Regions from separate parts of the Pan troglodytes genome. Here region 1 is linked to region 2. A link is a contact called in public HiChIP or PLAC-seq data. All regions are on one chromosome and are shown on one strand. Each heading gives the region's core, a stretch centred on a gene start, on an enhancer-like site or on the middle of the called end of the contact. The rest is flanking DNA. Distances are from core to core; before and after follow the strand shown. Region 1 holds the start of TRMO (tRNA methyltransferase O). Region 2 holds the start of TBC1D2 (TBC1 domain family member 2).

The links. HiChIP or PLAC-seq counts read pairs in DNA pulled down with a chosen protein or histone mark.
Region 1: an H3K4me3 HiChIP or PLAC-seq map of stem cell-derived excitatory neurons shows a contact between it and region 2, with 7 times the contacts expected there. The contact joins the promoter of TRMO here to the promoter of TBC1D2 in region 2. A contact is called at or near these places in 2 of 7 Hi-C or Micro-C datasets (blood and stem cell-derived neural progenitor cells) and 1 of 1 datasets of contacts at active chromatin or transcription factors (stem cell-derived excitatory neurons).

What each region holds. Positions count from the first base shown.
Region 1 is chr11:40,589,048-40,594,920 of NHGRI_mPanTro3-v2.0_pri, forward strand. TRMO (tRNA methyltransferase O) reads left to right here and starts at 3,545. Exons shown (of 8, transcript XR_001720917.4): 1 at 3,545-3,696.
Region 2 is chr11:40,256,644-40,262,192 of NHGRI_mPanTro3-v2.0_pri, forward strand. It overlaps TBC1D2 (TBC1 domain family member 2), which reads left to right and starts at 2,917. Exons shown (of 13, transcript XR_001720919.4): 1 at 2,917-3,901.

The DNA of each region.
Region 1 (5,873 bases), core at 2,295-4,794, 330 kb after region 2:
AAAGTTTCATTCAGCAAGAACACACTTGCACAAGCTTTCCATACAGGCACTGTGCTAGGTACTAGCTACATCAAAGAACAAGACAGGGTCACAGTCCCTCAGGCATTCATGGTATAATGAACATGAGAGAGCAGTGGTTCTCTCAACCCTTCTGGTACATTAGACTCACCTGGGAAGGTTTCAAAAATACATATATGTCCAGACTTCTCCCCCAGGGATTCAGATTCCCCCATCTAGCTGATGTACAGGCATAGGTATATTTATTTTTTAATTGTTTTATGCTTCAAATAATAGTTTTTGGAGGAATAATTTTAGAATTACAGAAAAGTTGTTATGATAGTACAAAAGTTACTATATACCTTTCGCCCAGTTTACACCAATGTTAACGTCTTACATAACCATGGGCCATTTGCCAAAACTAAGAAATCAGGATAGTTACGCTACCATTAACTACAGACATTATTCCGTTTTCATGAATTTTTCCACTAATGTCCTTTGTCTGCTTCAGGGTCCAATCCAGGATATAGAATTGCATTTAGGATGTTTTTATTTTAAAAGCTCTCCTGACAATTCTAAAGTGGATGTAGGGTTGAGAACCACTAGTACAGTGGGATGTTACAATATTGTTTCCCTCCTATCTGCCTACCCCCTTTTGTGTGTACATTAAATTTTTTACCATCAGGATGTATTCATTGCACAATTATTCATACCCCTATTATATTTATTACACAACATACTGAGGGCAGGGCAGCACAACCACATAATAGTTTCTTCTCTTTTTTTTTTTTTTTTTTGAGACAGAGTCTCACTCTGTCGCCCAGGCTGGAGTGCAGTGGCACCATCTCGGCTCACTGCAAGCTCCGCCTCCTGGGTTCACGCCATTCTCCTGCCTCAGCCTCCCGACTAGCTGGGACTACAGGCGCCCGCCACCACGCTTGGCTATTTTTTTATTTTTTTTGTATTTTTAGTAGACGGGGTTTCACCATGTTAGCCAGGATGGTCTCGATCTCCTGACCTCGTGATCCTCCTCGGCCTCCCAAAGTGCTGGGATTACAGGAGTGAGCCACCGCGCCCGGCCACAACCATATAATAGTTTCTTACCTCTCAATGACACTTCAACATTTATACTTTCACATAAACTATTTTATTTGATCTGTACAAAAGTATGTGAAATAGGCCAGGCGGTGATTATCACTCTCACTTAAAGATGAGGGAATAACATAGAGGGAAGGTACTCACCCAAAGTCACATCTGACTTCCTCAGTGCTTTTTTTTCTTCTTTGGAATGTGCTTCTGTCTCAATTTCACCTGCCAGAGTGGGCCAAAATTAGAGGAAAAAAAAGAGTAAACTGAAGTCTCAAGTTCTAACAGTGTTGCATTAAGATGGACCTTAAGAGATTTGCATACGTACAGTGCACAGGAGCACAAAGATGAGATGGGGAAGGAGAGGGAAAGAGGAATGCAGTACATTAGAGGAAGCAGAATTTCTCTCTCCACCTCTCGGGACCCTTTCTGCTTGCCCTCTTACATCACTCCCTGCATTCACACACAACTTCTGCTTTCTCACCATTCTTGTTTAAACATCACTGTGCATCTAAAATTCTTCTGGCGTTCTTCTTGGCTTAGAACCTTTAGGTGACAGAATTAAAGTTTTGCAAGAATCCTTCTAGCTTGACTTTGTGCTGCCTTCCTCTCATGTTAGGTCAGAAACCCATGAACCATATGATATTATAGCCAAAATGATGTGTGAGACGGTTCAAAGCTTTAGTTGATTCTCAAAGGGGTCCTTCACCCAAATGAGAGGTTAAGAATCACTCTACTGAGAAGTGTTTCTCAAAGTAGTACAAGCTGAAGACTACATAATTATTTAGGTCATGTCTTTAAGGCAGATTTCTAGGTCTTACATCTGGAGGAGAGGTTAAGTCTTATAAACTGCAAATAATCACATATAATTCCAGACAAGATAATAAGAACTTCAAATCATAGACTAAAAAATGTGCTGCATATTTAAGTTCCTGTTTTCAGTCAAGAGAAATTTCACCTATAAAAGAGGTAGCAATCTATTTCCCTAGTATATTCAAATCAGCTTTGCATTTCAGTACTTGTCACACTTGGTAATTACATATTTTTTTGTGTGATTATCAACGTCTACCATGCCCTCCAGGAGGGCAAATATCTCTTTAAATCTAGTCTTTCCACAAATAAAGCGGGACTATCATTTTCAGCAACACCACCATCTAGTGGCAAGCGCAGTAATTCTGGCCCAGTTTTATAAACACACACATACACACACACGCGCGGGCGCTATATATATATAAAACAATGGTTTTCAAACTTGTTTCTCCAGCTGCACAGAGCTGTCCCTCCTAAAAAAAATGGCAGCCTTTTCCAAGTTGTCCTGTAAAAATGACCTGCCAAAAGACACTATATGAATTTGATCAGTTTTATCTTATTTTTTAAACCACAATCTTTAATTATTTGGCTCCTCCTGCTGGTTATTTTCTACCAGAAATCAATGACAAATGGACAGACATGGAAACATCTTTTCATGGTTGTTAGACTTTTCAATCTGTGACTCATATGCTTTTGAATATTTTATACTGCAGATAATGTTAACAGATAAAAAGATAAAAGATTTTAAAATTTCTCCCAGAAAGAGAATTATATACAGAGAAACTTACTACAGGTGAGAGACAGCATTACAAGTGGGTAAAAGGCTATCATTGCAAGGACAACTGGTCATTGCATGGGATTAAATGATTCTTGTTAGCTCTTAGCTTCTCAGAGCTGTCCAGAAACGACAATAATCCCCACAATGCACATGGCATGTTGACTCTTATAATTCCATTCTCACTTCAGTTCCGGTAAGGTGTGGAGCACAAGAAACAGTTTCCACTCCTTAACCCCTAGCACATAGTAGGGCTCCTTTATAACATCCACCACACTTGAGATAAGGCTTATTTGGGGTTGTTTCTGACAAAGCACAACTTCTATTATGGAAAAATTTCCCACCACCCAGGGATAATTTTTTTTTTTTTTTTTTTTTTTGATACGAGGTCTTGCTCTGTCACCCAGGCTGGAGTGCAGTGGCGCGATCACGGTTCACTGCAGCCTCAAACTCCTGGGCTCAAGCGATCCTCCCGCCTCAATCTCCTGGGTAGCTGGGACCACAGGTGTCAGAGAATTCTTAACATTTCTTAACGTCCAGTCCTTCCGCTCTGTGTTAATTACATATACACGTCCCTTAAAAATTAGAATCATACTGGACGTATAGGTTACTTAATAATATTTCGAGAGAGACATAGTTGCGAGTTCTTCATGGAGGTGTGTTCCCTCTCAAAAAGCGCGGGAACCTGGAGTCGCATTCTACCCTAGGAGGGCGGGCAACTGTAGCAGCTGTGTGTAAGATAAACGAGATTGGGGTCCCGGAGGGGCACACGCCCGGGATAGGGTTCGACGCCCCATGGAGAACTCAAAGCTTCCCTCAACGCCACCCTGCGCGCGCGCACTCTCCTGGGTTCGCGGGACCGCGCCGGCGAGGCCACTGCGCATGCGTCAGGCATGGAGAGCGGAAGCGGAAGGTTGAATGCGTCGGGTGGGCACCTCAGCAACCAGTAGCCATGCGCGCCTTGGAGGAGACTGGGCCTCGGCCTACAGCGACCCCGTGCGGCTGCGTGAAGCCGGATCTGGAGACAGGTAACTTCCAACACCGGCGGTGCCACACTCTGGAGAGGTTTAGGCCCAGGCAGCGGACTTCGTTGCCGAGAGGGGTGTGAAACGCACGATCTGGAAGTGACGTGCGTCATTGTTTTACCTACGGCGAAGGCACGGGTCACGTGCTGCGGAGACCACGTGATGTGCTTTGGCGCGGGATGACGTCATCTGGCTTGTTCCGCTTTGTTATAAGACTTGTACTGTCTGCGTAGTCTTGGCTGAGTAGCTGGAGCAGCTATGTGCAGCGTAGCGACTTTTCTCTTAGGGGTTTCCTTGCCATAGCGTATGGGAGGTGGTGTTAGGCGGGTTAGGAATTAATAAATGCCATAGAGAGGCATCCTGCGCTGTAGCAATGAGGAGAGAGAAGGGGGAAAGTTTCGGAGGGAGAAAATAGTTTTAAATTGGGCCTAGAAAGACAAGGCATGAATTTGTTTCTCTTTACTCAGACGTCTTCATAGAGGAATATATTAGCTTTAGAAACTGGAAAGCAAATGGAAGAAAATTAAAATAACCTGCCAGAGAAAGCCATTGTCAATATCTTGGTGTCTACCTTCCATGCTTGTTTCTTTGCATACACACTTGGAAAGTGAGGTACTATACGACCTGTTTAGTAACGTTAAAATAATTTTAAAAAAATCTTAACAGGGCAGTTAATGTTAATTATAACACTTTGGGCCGGGCGCAGTGGCTCACGCCTGTAATCCCAGCACTTTGGGAGGCCGAGGTGGGCGGATCACGAGGTCAGGAGATCGAGACCATCCTGGCTAACACGGTGAAACCTCGTCTCTACCAAAAAATACAAAAAAATTAGCCGGGCGTGGTGGTGGGCTCCTGTAGTCCCAGCTACTCGGGTGGCTGAGGCAGGAGAATGGCATGAACCCGGGAGGCGGGCTTGCAGTGAGCCGAGATCGCGCCACTGCACTCCAGCCTGGGCGACAGAGCGAGACTCCGTCTCAAAAAAAAAAATTAACACTTTGTTTTGTTATTATTAATTTTTGTAGAGGCAAGCTCTCACCGTGTTGCCCAGGCTGGTCTCAAACTCCTGGGCTTAAGCAATCCACCTGCCTTAGCCTCCCAAAGTTTTGGGATTACAGGCATGAGCCACAGCAACCAGCCTAACGCTTTGTTTTAGATATGTGCTCTAATTTAACCAGCTTCCTGTTACTGAGCATTTAAGTTATTGCCAGTTTGCATTGTTCTAAAAGAAAGCTCTTGAAGCCGAAATGTTTGTGTACATTCTAAAGTTTGAACTTTGTTAAATTTCTTGGAAGTGCTATTACCTGGCCAAATGTGCTTATTTAAAAAAAATTGTTGCACACTGCCGATTACAGGTCTCATATTTTGACAGGAAGGAAAACGCAGAAGCCAGGGCTCAGAAGTCTACACAGTATAGATTTGGGGAGCTAGAAGTCTAAAGTGTTGGATGGAACAGGGAGGTGGGAACCTTTGGATTCTGATTGTGAAGAACCTTGAGTACCAGGCTAAGAAATACAAAGTCTGTTAACAGTGGAGAACATGAAAAGTTTAAAGTTAAAGAGTTAGCATAACACAAGAAACTCTAGGAGTGTTGAGGATTCGTCTAGAGTATTTTGAGAAGGGGAAGAACTTGCAGTGGGGACAGAAAGCCTAAGAAGGGTAATTTAATAGTACAGGCAGAAATGAAAAGGACCTGAACTTATTTTCAGAGCAAGACGTGTAGACAATCCTGTACACAAAAAACCCCACATTGATTGCTTGCTGGCTTTTTACTTATTACACAGTTAATACAGTTGTAATGTTTAAATGAGGAAAAAGCCTGAGCAGGGACTTTAAAAAGCACTCCTTGCTGGGCACCTTCTATTTTACTGGATGCTTTCCTATTTTATTAGTACTCTTACAGCTTTCCAAAGTAGGTAGTATCCCTTGTTTTGTAGATGAGAAAACGGATTCAGAGAGAGAAGCTAGTTTTTCCCATGGTCACACAGCTAGTGTAGTGGCCCTGTGTTGTTTTTATCCTTTCTGCATTCTGAAACCAGTCCTAATTCTCTCATGCTCCTTTGAGGAACCACTTCTCCCCATTTCCATGAGGTTCTTGTGCTGGTTTTTGGCATACCTGTGCTTATTTATCTCTATCCCTGCAAAGGCACCTAGCTAGAATTGTTGATTTACTTGTCTTTCTC
Region 2 (5,549 bases), core at 1,667-4,166:
ACATGATGACTAACTATGGCATCTTGAATGGGATCTTGGAATAGAAAAAGGCTATTAGTAGAAAACAGACAAAATCCAAATAAAGACTGTAGTTTTGTCAATAGTTTTTTTGTTTGTTTTTTTTTTTTTGTTTTTTATGAGAGGGAGTCTCGCTCTGTTGCCTAGGCTGGAGTGCAGTGGCACGATCTTGGCTTACTGCAAGCTCCACCCCTGGGTTCACGCCATTCTCCTGCCTCAGCCTCCCGAGTAGCTGGGAATATAGGCGCCCACCACTACGCCCGGCTAATTTTTTGTATATTTAGTAGAGATGGGGTTTCACCATGTTAGCCAGGATGGTCTCGATTTCCTGACCTCGTGATCCACCCACCTCGGCCTCCCAAAGTGCTGGGATTACAGGCGTGAGCAACCGTACCCGGCCTTGTCAATAGTTTTGTACCAATGTTAGATGTTTATTTTTGCCAAACATACCAGGATTAAGCAAAATGTTAACATTAGGGGAAACTGGGTGTAGGGTCTACAGAAATTCTCCCATTGTCTCTGTAACTTTTTCTAAAACTATTCAAAAATAAAAAGTTTTTTTAAAGCCTATCGAGGCCAGGCATGGTGGCTCACGCCTGTGATCCTAGCACTTTGGGAGGCTGAAGTGGGTGGATCACTTGAGGTCAGGAATTCAAAACCAGCCTGGCCAACATGGTGAAACCCCACCTCTACTGAAAATACAAAAATTAGCTGAGCATAGTGCCCTGCCTGTGGTCCCAGCTACTAGGGAGGCTGAGGCAGGAGAATAGCTTAAACCCAGGAGGCAGAGGTTGCAGTGAGCCGATATCGCTCCAGTGCACTCCAGCCTGGGTGACAGAGCAAGACTCTGTCTCAAAAAAAAAAAAAAAAAAAAGCCTATCGGGAGTTTGATTGAAAATGTATTAACTGTATGGATTAATTTGAGGAATGTGACATCTTTACAATATTAACTCTTCCCACTCAGGGACATATTTGTTTTGTCTTATATCCTACTATAAAGCAATGAGGTATTCATTATGTAAGTCATTTATGTAAGGGATGTTGTCCATTATATTTTCCATTTGTTTGCTGCTGGAGACATCTATACACATATGCACAGTTTTTAAAAACAGGCCACCACTTGAGTTTTTCTGGTATATGTAATATATTTATAATTATAATTATTCTTTCAAATATTTATCATTGCCTAGCTACAAAACCTAGAACAAATAAGGTATGCTGTTTGTTTTATTAAGAGGTTTTAAAAATCAGGAATGGGGCCAGGCACTGTGGCTCATGACTGTAATCCCAGCACTTTGGGAGGCCGAGGCCGGTGGATCACAGGGTCAGGAGATCCAGACCATCCTAGCCAACATGGTGAAACCCCGTCTCTACTAAAAATACAAAAATTAGCTGGGTATGGTGACGCGTGTATGTAATCCCAGCTACTCGGGAAGCTGAGGCAGGAGAATGGGGATTGGAGAGCATGCCACTGCACTCCAGCTTGGGCGACAGAGCGAGACTCTGTATCAAAAAAAAAAAAATTAAAAAAAAAGAAAAGAAAAGAAACTGGCTGGGTGCGGTGGCAGGAGAATCGCTTGAATCCGGGAGGCGGAGGTCACTGTGAGCCGAGATCGCGCCATTGCACTCCAGCCTGCGCAACAAGAGCGAAACTCTGTCTCGAAAAGAAAAGAAATATTTTGTCCCACGTTCTGTACTAAGAGCTTCACACATATTATTTTATTTAATTATCAAAACAACTCTAAGGGTAGACAGGTGTAGATCCAGGTTTTGTGGGGACTGGAATTAAACAGCATTAAGGGCCTTCTGATTTTAAAAAAATTACAAAATTATGAACACAAAATTAGGTATTACGATGGTTATTTAGAATGAGAAAATAAATTGTAAATTATAACAAATGAAGAGCTCTCTGGCATTTAGGAGAAATGCTCCCTGGTTGCAACTCCCCACCTGTTAAGACTACAAATCCCAGCGACCCATGCAAGTGAACATAAATTTCATTAGCTTCACTGTAAAGTTGTCTGGCGGCGGGTCGGGGGTGGGTGGGAAGAAGTGTTATCTCCATTTTTAGGTTGAGTAAATCACTCAGTATTGCAGAGTGGGAATCTGAAAATTATGCAAATAGACTCTAGAGCCCTCGCCTTTACCCCCACCCTGCTTCTTGTCAATATCACTGAGTGTGCATGAGGGTCTCGTTAACGATGGCTGAGGGGGAGACGATGAAGTAAAGGAAGGGCTGAACAAAGGGCAAGAGAAAGGCGGAAAGAAGCTCCTAAAGAAAGCTGGACGGAATTGGGCTCCGCAACGCTAATGGAGAAATGCGCCTTAGGAGGGAAGGGGAGAAATTTAAGGGGAAACAGGTAAAATGAGGCAGAAGTTGAGCAAGTTAGTCAAACCCTAAATTATTTATTTACAAAACAGCCTGGCGCGGTGGCTCTCGCCTGTAATTCCAGCACTTTAGGAGGCCGAGGCAGGAGAATCGCTTGAGGCCAGGAATTCAAGACCCCCCCTCTCAGCAAAAAACAATTTAAAAATTAGCCGGGTGTGGTGGTACGCAGTTGCGGTCTCAGCTACTCGGGAGACTGAGGCGGGAGGATGGCTTGAGACCGGGAGGCGGAGACTGCAGTGAGCTCTGATCGCGCCACTGCACTCCAGCCTGGGTGACAGAGCCAGACCGTCTCTAAAAATAATAATAGCAATAACAAAATAAAAATAAATGTACTGCACCCAACTATGCCCCAGGAGTGGCACTGGGTTTCCGCAGCGCAGCGGCCGCGCCTGGGCGCCCCAAGCAACACAACCAGCGCTGTCAGGAGGCGAATAGGAGCCAGGACAGAGAGCTGGGGAGGCCACCGCGGTCAGGCGAGGGATAAGAAGGCCGTCCGCGGCGTCATTGACGGGGCTGAAGGAACACCAGAAGAGTGGCAGACAGCTCCGGAGCCGCGCTGCCCGGGCGACGCCGGAAGATGGGCCTCCCAGCGGTCTTCCTTTCAGCCAATGGCCGCGAGATGCGCCGTCCGAGGGTGCCCCGCGCGGCAGAGGGAGGGAACAAGCAGCCCATCGGGTGCAAGAAAGCACTATCTTTCTAGGTGACTATGCGAACTACCAGGGAAGTGTAGCTAGGGACAGGCTTCTCTGCCCGCGGTTAACCTAACTCAGTGCCACCACGCCTTTAACCTGAAGCCAGGGAGCACGGCCGCCCTTAGTAAAGATGGCTGACTGGCGCGGAGAAAAAGCCGGAAGCAGCCGGGCCTTGCAGGGAGCCGACTGAGCGCTGCGGGGGCGTGGCCTGGCGGTGGAGGGGCGTGGCCAGCCGCCGTAACCTGGGTTTGCGGTCTTTGAGGCGCACGCACCGCACCCAGTCCCGACTCTGTGGCTTCCTGGGGGCGGGTTCGCCGTCGGCCCCGCCCCCGCCCAGGTGTCTCCCTTTGGGAAGGTGCCCGCCGAGTCTCCGAGATTTGTCCCTGGTGGTCCCGCAGACCCCTCGTCCCTCCGCAGTCTCCGGCTGGCGGCGATGGAGGGCGCTGGGGAGAACGCCCCGGAGTCCAGCTCCTCTGCCCCTGGGTCCGAAGAGTCTGCCAGGGATCCACAGGTGCCGCCTCCGGAGGAAGAATCGGGGGACTGCGCCCGGTCCCTGGAGGCGGTCCCCAAGAAACTCTGTGGGTATTTAAGTAAGTTCGGCGGCAAAGGGCCCATCCGGGGCTGGAAATCCCGCTGGTTCTTCTACGACGAAAGGAAATGTCAGCTGTATTACTCGCGGACCGCGCAGGATGCTAATCCCTTGGACAGCATCGACCTCTCCAGTGCAGTGTTTGACTGTAAGGCGGACGCTGAGGAGGGGATCTTCGAAATCAAGACTCCCAGCCGGGTTATTACCCTGAAGGTAAATTCCTGGAACGACTTTCTCCTTTCCAGCGGCGTGAGGTCCCCTTTTCGCAGGGCAAGGCTGGGCGCGAGTGTGAGGTGGACACAGTAAATTGACTGGAACTGTCGTCACCGACTGTTCCAAGAACTTTGTGCTTTGCAAAGTGCATTCCCATCCATTTCCTCATTGGGTTCCCACAAGGCAGGGAAGACAGACCCATTTTACAGATCAAGAAACTGAGTCAGAGGGAGATGAAAGGACTGGCTCGAGGTCCATGCGTCTAGAGAGTAGGGTAGCTTGGAATCCCATAGTCTTTCTACCTCTCAGTGCTGAATCAAAACTTTTACTTTTGGGTGTGCCTGACAGTGCAGTTACCTTAACTTTCTTACCTGGGACCTAAGTAAGTCAAAATATGGTCTTTGCAATCCTCTCTCAAGGCCAGGATTCTGATTCCCGTTTCTTGATGTTTTGGCCAAGGTCAGTGAATGCTGAGAAGAGACTGGCAGGGATTAGGAAAATAAACACTTAGGTTTCACTGATCAGCCTAGATTGTTCATCTAGGCATGCTTAAACCTGTTTTCCTATCAGCAGCAAGGGGTAGGTTTTATCATCATGTTTAACTGAGAAAGCCTAAAGCAGTAGAAAGGCCACGTTCTTTGAAATCAGACGGGCTTGGATTCAAATTGTACATTTGCTACTTACTAGCTGTGTGACCCTGGACAAGTTACTTAACCTCTCAGAACCTAGGTTGTTTGTAAGCATTTGACACATCACAGGCATGTACAAATTGTTGAATTAATTGCATCACCTAGAATACAGCCTGGTACCTAGTGGGGTACTTAATAATTTTTTGTTGCATAAGCACACATGCACACACAAGGTGATGGAACCAAGATCAGAGTGCTAATGTCAAGAGGAGGTGTCCCATAACTTAATTGGAAAGACAGATCTGGGCTAAGTGTTCTATGGGCATCAGAGAAGAATGTGCCAGGAGATAGCCTTCCCCACCCCATCCCCATCTTTCCACCCCTCCAACCCCACCTCCAGCTAAGTGGGTATCTGTGGATGACCACGTGTTCAGTTCTCCTTTACTGACTGGACTTGGCGGGTGACCAGGCTGGGGGACTTGGTTAAAATAATGAAACTCAGGAATCCCTGGCCAGGGAAGGCATTTTCGAGGTCATGTGGTTCCCGGGTCTATGTGTCTCTTCCACAGGTTGACTGCTGTATGCAGGGTCTTCAACACATGGTCTTTATAATAGTATTCCATTGTTCCTGGCTCTGCACTTGGCTCTGGGGTGTGGAGCTAATGCACCCCGACCCCTGGTTCTCTGACAGCTTAAAGTCTGATGGGAGAGACTGAGGGAGAACCTGCATGCACCCTAAAATGTTCTGTAGAGACATGTGATAAGTCTGTGCAAGAAGGTGTGGTGACAGGAGGAGTCAGTTCCACCAAGTGGAAGGGGCTAGCCAGAAAGGCATCTGGAGGAGGGACACACCCAAGGCTTGAAAGAAGAAATAGGTGGCAAGCAGACAAGAGGGAGAAAGGTATTCCAGGTCAAGAGAGCACCGTGAGCAAAAGTAGGAAACCATGATACAGCCCTGAGTGTCCAGGCAAATCACATGAGCCAGAAAAACAGAGGGGCCCAAAGGATGGAGTTGAAGA